Linked DNA regions of Zea mays: regions 2 and 3 are each linked to region 1. Evidence: chromatin contacts called from public Hi-C data. All regions are on one chromosome and are shown on one strand. The core of a region is the stretch at or near the end of the contact, and the rest is flanking DNA. Distances in the headings are between cores, read along the strand shown.

Region 1 (2,700 bases), core at 83-2,582:
CAAAAGGGATGGTAAAACTCCGCATTGTCGCTGAACTTAAAATGTATTAGCATCTGCGAATTGACTTTATAGTTTTCCAGACTATACTATAGACTATAGTACGTAGAGAGACCAGCAAAGATAATAAAAAGATCTAAAACTACTGTGGCGCTGCAGGCGAAATTTTAGCCTGTTTGTTTCGCTACCTCGCTTGCCATAATTTTTCAAGCCTAAGGCTAGCCAGGTTTGATAGAGTTAGGCGTGCTTTTGGTTTGTAGCCGCGGTTGTAACATGATTTTTCTACTGATGCGTAGGTTCCGGTCATCAATGACTCATAAAAAGTGTGACAAAATTCTCTTAGTCACACCATGGTCTGACGCGGAATTTGAACACCTATGGGTTGTTTGATTTGCTGCCTAAAATACCACAACGTGTCTAACTTTTCTATCTAAGGTTAATTTTTTATTAAGCAACTAGCTCAGACATATTATAGCACCTTAGGTAGGAAAACAAACATGTCCATAACCTTAGACAAGTATGGTAGAAAACGTGTGTCAATGCTTGGCACGATAGGTATGCAAACAAACATACCGATGATGAACTGTTGCCCGTAAGGTCAGATTAACTCTGGAGTGAAGAAATATGGCTAAGGACTTGAACTGATTGAACTAGCGTTCCTTCTCTGTTGTCTCGTGTTCATGATGATGATGAAGCTAGTGAGATTGAAGACATCAAGGCATGTAGATATTTTTTCTCTGTTGTACAACACTAGCTAGCATGATTAGCAAGCTGCGCTACTCTTTTAGTAAGCTACACAAGCATATAGATATTTTTTCTCGAGCGCATGCAAGTCGTACAAGCTAGCTGCCAATGCCACGTGGGGCATCGCACAGTTAAGAAAACCAAGTGGTCGTGGCATACTGGCGTGCATAACAGCAGCTCAGAAACGTACAAAGTAAAGAAGTACAAACCGTCCAATAAATATTTGTTCACAGGGGAAAAAAAACTACTGCAAATACAAAGCGCTGTCGTCGCCAACGGCAGGCACGTTTACAAGGTCCCACTTTGCTTTTAAACACGATCCCCCTTTCCCCCCGTTTCACACTTTGCGGCACCGCCAGAGCCCGATCGAGCCCATCCCACACCCAACGACGAGCCAGCGCGGCGACGTGGTCGGCCCGCCCACGGGCCCGTCATCCGCGACCCCGATCACGGCCATCCACGTGTCCCGGACGCGCATCTGCTCCCGGCTCCCCCTGTCCCGTCCTCCTCCTCCTCGTTCCTTCGGCCCCTCCCCTCCCGTCTCTGCCCGCCGCGCCTATAACTACTCCACCACGGCCGCCCTCGTAAACGATCTGCGGTTTCTTCCACGCACCAATCATTTCGGCCACACTGCACACGGACGAAACTCGCTCGTCCTTCGCCTCCAGCAGCAGCCGATCCGTATCCAGTTCCCGTGCCGTGCCCACCAGGGGGAACCCGATCGATGGGAAACTGCTGTCTCGAGAGGCCTCGTCGCGGTGGCAGCGGCAGTGCGGGCTCCGTGCATTACGCCAGGACGAACCCCGTGTGGGTGGAGGACAGGAGGGAGGAGGCGTGCAAGGGCGAGGGCGAGGGCGCCGGCCACGCGCCGGCGGCGGCCACGGAGGTGAAGATCAGGATCACTAGGAAGCAGCTGGAGGAGCTGCTGCGGCGCGTAGAGGACGGCAAGCACGGCGGTGGCTGCGGAGTGCCCGTCCAGGACGTCATCTCGGAGCTCCTGTGCGTGGCCAGCACTAGCTCCAACTTCCGGCACAGGGAGGAGGGGCAGTGGCGGCCGTCGCTGCAGACCATACCCGAGTGAGACGGACCATGGTCTGATTGACGATCAGATCATGTTACTTGATATTACTTGCTGTTTTAGTTATTTAGCACCTCCGTCAATCCATGCATGCGTGGCTTAGCCATTTGTTGCCATATTCATACTAGTAGCATAGCATTAGATACCAGATAGGGTGTACATTTGTTAGGTCTTGGATCAGGAGACCAATCTATCTTAATAAAGTATATTGATAGACATATAAGCTATGAAGAGTTATTTATCTTTTTTTTTGTTGAGTAGATACATCTCTGCTTACCTGTTTTTGCTTTGGACATTGGATTGTGGAACTATGGAGTACAGATTACCATCGGAGCTTGTACTTTGTTAGTAATTTTAGCTCATTTCAGCTTGGTTGAACTGCTTTTGAAGTGGAGGGTTTCTGAATCGTGTCGCTAAATCTGTACTGTGCTGTTTCGTTTAGTAGTGCTCTACTGCTCTTAATCCACTTATGATCATCAGATCATGGATGAAGATGAAGCAGGAATATTGACATGCAGTACAATAGAATCCCTGTTGTCTGTTCTGATGCCTTGTGCCTCCTCTGTTCATACCATTATGTAGACATTGGACATACCATTATGTAGACATTGGAGGCGCTCGAGGTCAGAGTGATTGAGATGGTGAACATCCATTCCTCAGCTGCTCTCATTCTTTTTTTTTTTGGTGTTTTTATGGTGGTGCCCTCGGTTTTGCTGTTGTCCTCATTTTTACCCTTAGTTGTGTTTTTTGCTCAGTTTTACCCTTCTGTTCTATAGCACTGAAAAAGGCAAAACTGAGCAAAAAAAAAAAAACACAACTAAGGGTAAAAATGAGCACACCAGAAAAACCTTTTTTTACTCCATCGTGAATTCTGACCATTT
Region 2 (2,700 bases), core at 126-2,625, 350 kb before region 1:
CAGGATGCCGAGCCGTAGCTGATTCGTGCCAAACATTTGGAAGACTTGGGCATAAAAATACACTGAGCTTCGACGTCTCAGTTGCGGCAAGATTATACATTTTGGCATCTCTGGATTGAAATTCTTGTGTGTCGCAAGGAACACAGAACTCCGTTGCGTTTGTGCTATTATCAGGAATTACAGGCAGAGTGGAGAAAATGAGGAAAAAGAATTATATATAGCAGGAGCACCGCACCACCAAGGGGACTCAGGCTCAGCCAGCGAGGGCGTCGGCACCGGCGACGATCTCGAGGATCTCCCCGGTGATCTTGGCCTGGCGCTGTCGGTTGTAGGCGATGGAGAGGTTCTTGCGGAGCTCGATGGCGTTGTCGGTGGCGCTGCTCATGGCGCTCATCCGGGCGGCGAGCTCGCTGGCGAGCGACTCCTGCAGGGCACGGAGGATCTGGCTGTTGAGGTAGAGCGGGAGCAGCGCGTCCAGGATCTGCACGGGGTCCTGCTCGAACTGCACCACGGGGGAGAAGGGCTGCGTCTCGATCTTCACCTTCTCGCGCTCCACGGTGAGCTTCCCCTCCTTGGTGGTGAGGCGGAAGAGCTCGTCCTCGGTGGCGTCCACGCAGACGCCGTTGACGTCGCAGATCTCGCCCTTGGGCGACATGGGGAGCAGCGTCTGGATGATGGGGTCGGAGCGCACCAGCGACACGAACTTGGAGTAGAGCAGCTCCACCTTGTCCACCTCCTCGGAGACGAAGAGCGAGTAGACGAGGTCGCAGATGGCCTGCGAGTCCTTGACGGTGGGCACGCTGCTCACCTCTAGATCGCGCTCCAACGGGATGTAGGGGCGGCGCTGGAAGTAGGCGTTGCCCTTCTTCCCCACGCTGACGACGGTGTACTGGAGGCCCAGCTGCTTGAGCTCATCGATGCGGGTTTCCGCCTTCTTGAGCACGTTGTTGTTGAAGCTCCCGCAGAGGCCGCGCTCGCCGGTCAGGACCACGAGGGCCACCTTCTTGACGGGGCGGGTGCGGGTGAGGGGCAGGTCGATGTCCTCCGTCTGGATCTCCTGGTTCATGTTGTAGAGCACCTCCACCAGCGCCTCCGAGAAAGGGCGAGAGGAGACGACGGCCTCCTGCGCGCGCCGGACCTTGGCGGCGGCCACCAGCTTCATGGCCTCCGTGATCTTCTGCGTGTTCCTGACGGAGTCGATGCGGGTGCGGAGCTCACGGAGGGAACACCGCACCAGGAGACCCGAGCGCGGGGGGGAGCGCCGTCGGGTGGTGGAGGCGCTGCTGGCGAGCGCCGAGGAGGACCAGGCGGTGGAGAGGTGGGAGCACGACATGGCTGCTGGTCCGCGGCGCGCGGGGTCGGGGGGAAGCGGAAGAGACAAGGGGCGGGACGGGATGGGAGCGAGGGAAATGGGTTTGGATGGATTGGGTTTGGGTGGAGAGGTGTGCACGGTGGGGTATTCAAGCCGAGCTGAGTGGTGGAGGGGCAGTGATGGCGAGATGGGGAGGATCATGTGGATCTGCCGAGCTGGCTGCACCGCTTTGCAATATGACGCTCTCCGCAGTCCATTTTTGCTTGTCAGGAATGGAAAACAAAATAATGCTCTGGGGAAACTGGGATCCTGCCCAGGATATCCCACGGTAAAATAGCAGATACTCCCTACGATCACAATTTGGAGGAGCTTTGGCCCATCTCTACAGGAATCAAATCGTTTCCAGTGAAATCCTGAATAGTTTCTGTGTTCCAAACGCAACAAGTTTCAAGCCTGTCCCGAAGAAACCAATTTGAGCTCAACTCCCAGTTAAAAACGGCACTTTGAAGATTTAATCTGCTGAGTTGAACTTCACTGTTGATTTTTCTTGGACTTAAATTGTTAGTACTCTAAATCCTCACGTATAAAAAAACGGCTCAACAAAACTGATGCAAAGTTCATCTCAAAGAAATACATAGGAGATGAAATTGGTATTTCAAGGTACTCGAACAAACACACAGATTGAGATACATACAAGTACAACAATATCAGGTTTAAGGGAATGGAACAAGTACAACAAGATCAAGTTTAAGGGAATGGAACCAATTCTGGAAAGTAAGTTGAACCTCAGGGTACCAACGACAGCATGACACCCGCGTAAGCCTAATCCCTTGCAGTTGCAGATTGAGGATCTTTCCTTGGTGGCTTGTAGACACTGAAGTCACCAAAATCCCGCCGTCCACTGAACCACACAAGAGGTCATACAGATAACAGTAAATATCTGGTGATGAAAGGAAATCTGGACAAAAAGACATTACGACAAATAGAAAGATCTTTTAAGGTCACTGGTACATGGCTATAACTTCGATATTCGCTACAGCTTGGCCAATTCTAAGCACCAGGAAGTTCAGGCAATTATGCAACTAATCAGCATGCATAGCGCACAAGAGAAGATATATATGAAAGGCAAACAACCTGTGGTTAATATTCCAGCCAGAAGGTAAATAACGGGGGTGAACAGCTTCAACAAAGATCTGCCTCCACCTTTGGCAAAACTGGTTAACAAATTCCTCTCCACCATTAGAAAACAAAAGTTCCACAACTTGTTTACCATGATGCCCATGACCCAACAGGGATATCTTCTCAGCATTCTTGGAAATGACCTGACTAGAATTGTCACATATGGATTGTTCCTTGTCGTCATGACTGTTTCCAGGAGTACAGGCACC
Region 3 (2,700 bases), core at 98-2,597, 330 kb before region 1:
CTACCAGTAAATTACCTGCATTAGTGCAGTATATCCTAGGAAAGATCGAATGCTATGTTGCTCTGTATCAACAGCAAAAGCTCTTTCCTCACCCAATAATCTCGCCAAATGTTCCAGTTGAGTTTCTGTATGAACCCAATTATATGTAGCACTCATTTCTGGGCACTGGTCACACAGCATAAAGCTATGAAAACCAGGGGGGTTCTTTAGCAAAGATGTGATTTCCTCCTCAAATGGATGACCTTTTTGTGACAATTCTGTATCAATTAAAATGGAATGTCACAACAATTAAAAGAATGGACCATTTGGGATATGGTCCTATGAACAATCAATAGTATATATGCTAGATATGCAAAATGTGTCTTACAGCAAAATTTATGCAACCAACCATCCAGCTTGACTTCCTCGAGTAAAATGATAGCAACTACTTAACCATTCCCTTTAAGATCTCTGCATCCCTTTACTAAAACGGACCTAGTGACTCAATGAGACTTCTCTCGAGTCTCCACACTGCACCAGGCCTACATCCTCTTTACTAATTCATAATAACAGCTTGACTCCCTCGAGTAAAATAGTCAGCAGTTACAGTACAAATATTAAAGCTACTTGAGAATTACAGTTCCAGAACCAGAACATGACAAGTGATTGCTGTTCCAAATGGTACCAGCAATAATCTATTGTTTGGTTAAGAACATGGCCTGGATCTCTTCTGAAAGCTTGTAACACTATGCTATTATTACACTACGTGCATCACTAGAGTAATATGAACTAACAGAAGCACTCAGTAGAACAACGTTTTACATGAATGCACAAAGCAGCGACTGGACTTAAATTCTCCAAGCAAGGGTACCAGAATATGAATCTGATTTCCTAGTCAAACTCGGCGCACCTTTGCCCTCAGGTGTTCGATAAAATTCCTCAGACAGAAAATGTACCAGGGATCCCGTGAAATTCCTAAAAACAAGTAAAAACCATACGGGTAGGATGGCAATGCTGAGATCCTCACAAGCAGGAGCAGGATTCCAGGAGTACGCGCACCTTGAGGCGGTGGCAGGGGTGCCTCGCCTTCTGCACTTCCCAACTGAGCACTCTTGCGGCGCGGGTGTTTGAACGGGGAGTAGGAGTTGTCCGCGAGGACGCGCTTGAACCGGTCCTGCGGCTTCTCCTCCTCCTCGCAAGCGCGGCGTGGGCGTCCCCCGACCCCGAGGCGACGAGACGAGGAGGGCGCCCGGTTCCAGCGGCGCTTGCGGTGGAGCAGCGCCACCGCTGCGAAGACCGCAAGGCACGCGGCGGCCGCGACGGCCACGCGCGATCTGAGGGTGGCGGCGCCGGGCATGTCGCGATCGCGACGCAGGCAGAGGCAGTGCGACGGTGACGGGAGGGAGAAGAAAAGGTGTGCCTCGATTTGGACCGTTTGACTTCGGACAGCACGAGGATCGGTCCAGATGAATAGGTGATGATGTCTGGTTTTCGTTTTCATATAATATTTTTATTACTAGTAACTGGCGCGCGTGCGTCGAGAATATTTTTATTACTATTAAAGATGTTATGCTGTATATAATCAAAGTATTTGTATTTGTTGTAAATAATATATTTTTAGAAAACATAGAACCGTTGAGTAGATTCCGGAACGTATAGGCTTATCTAAAATAGAGTTAAGTGAGTTATGGCAAAAGTTAATATGTTTCTTGCAATATCTAGAGTTAGATTTATATATTTACACAAACAGTTTCTAAAGAGATGAACAATCAGACATATACTCCCTCCATTCCAAAATAAAATTTATTTTACTCTTTTAGTTGATTCATACAATAATTAATGTATTTGTATTATATATATCTCTACAACTATTAAGACTCATCTGTAGACTGCCCCCGCTCCTTGCCCAACGACACCCCCGCTCCCGCACGCCCCGCCGACCTCTGCTGCCGCAACGCCGCAGCCGCCGCGAAATCCGCACCCACCCGCGCGCCGCAGCCCTTTGTCCGCGCCGGAGCCTAGCACCGAACCGCCGCGCCCCCCCCCCCCCCCCGGTCGGTCCCGGTGATGCGGCACAGCACGGCGTCCGCGACGAGGCGGAGCATCTCGTCGAGCACGTCACGGTAATGGTTGGGGAAGGCAGCCGCCAGTTGCGGGCGGAAGGCAGCCACGAAGCGCGCGAGGAACTCGTCGCGGGTCAGATCAGATGCCGGCTCCGACTCGTCGTTCGGGGTCAGGCACGACTCCGATTCGAGGATGCGGGAGACGAAGGGCGTCGAGTCATGAGATGGCGGTGGCGGAGGGGCGTCCGCATGGATGTGCCGGAGGAGTAATGTTGTCGGCGCCCTTACAGGGCTGAGAGAAGCTGGAAGCCGTCGGGCGAGACGGGAGAGGGAGAGGAGGGCTCTCATGGCGGCCGTCACCGTGGAGTAGCTGCGGCCTGCTGAGGAGGTGGCTCTGGTAAGAGAAGCGATCTGGACTTGAATCTGTCTGTCGCCTCCGCCTCCTCCATCGCACGCCGACTCCGCCACTCCAGTCCAGACGCGCACATCCACCTCCACTGCCTGCCTCCGTTTGGTTTGACTTCTTCGACATCTGGGCGCTCTGCATCGTCGTCTTCTCGTAGATGGAGAGTGAGTGCCTTCCTTGCATCCTCCCTCTGCCCCTCGTTCCCCTGGACAGGCTCCATCCGTGTAGAGTACGGATCTACCCGGTCCCGGT

What was found. A called contact is a pair of places that touch in the nucleus more often than the background predicts.
Region 2: a Hi-C map of ear shows a contact between it and region 1, with 4 times the contacts expected there. The contact joins the promoter of LOC100284505 here to the promoter of LOC100274659 in region 1. A contact is called at or near these places in 8 of 25 Hi-C or Micro-C datasets (bundle sheath, ear, leaf and 2 more) and 1 of 3 datasets of contacts at active chromatin or transcription factors (seedling).
Region 3: a Hi-C map of an unstated tissue shows a contact between it and region 1, with 4 times the contacts expected there. The contact joins the promoter of LOC103633224 here to the promoter of LOC100274659 in region 1. A contact is called at or near these places in 5 of 25 Hi-C or Micro-C datasets (ear, leaf and an unstated tissue).

Annotation. Positions count from the first base shown.
Region 1 is chr7:162,183,776-162,186,475 of Zm-B73-REFERENCE-NAM-5.0, forward strand. It overlaps LOC100274659, which reads left to right and starts at 1,333. Exons shown (of 1, transcript NM_001148984.1): 1 at 1,333-2,037. The coding sequence starts at 1,466. The coding sequence ends at 1,822.
Region 2 is chr7:161,836,468-161,839,167 of Zm-B73-REFERENCE-NAM-5.0, forward strand. It overlaps LOC100284505 (ATP synthase chloroplast subunit2), which reads right to left and starts at 1,376. Exons shown (of 1, transcript NM_001157400.2): 1 at 54-1,376. The coding sequence starts at 1,333. The coding sequence ends at 254. LOC103633224 (Polynucleotidyl transferase ribonuclease H fold protein with HRDC domain) reads right to left here. Exons shown (of 12, transcript NM_001351852.1): 11 at 2,447-2,700; 12 at 1,919-2,213. The coding sequence ends at 2,135. It also overlaps LOC109461486.
Region 3 is chr7:161,858,246-161,860,945 of Zm-B73-REFERENCE-NAM-5.0, forward strand. LOC103633224 (Polynucleotidyl transferase ribonuclease H fold protein with HRDC domain) reads right to left here and starts at 1,348. Exons shown (of 12, transcript NM_001351852.1): 1 at 1,039-1,348; 2 at 16-257. The coding sequence starts at 1,336.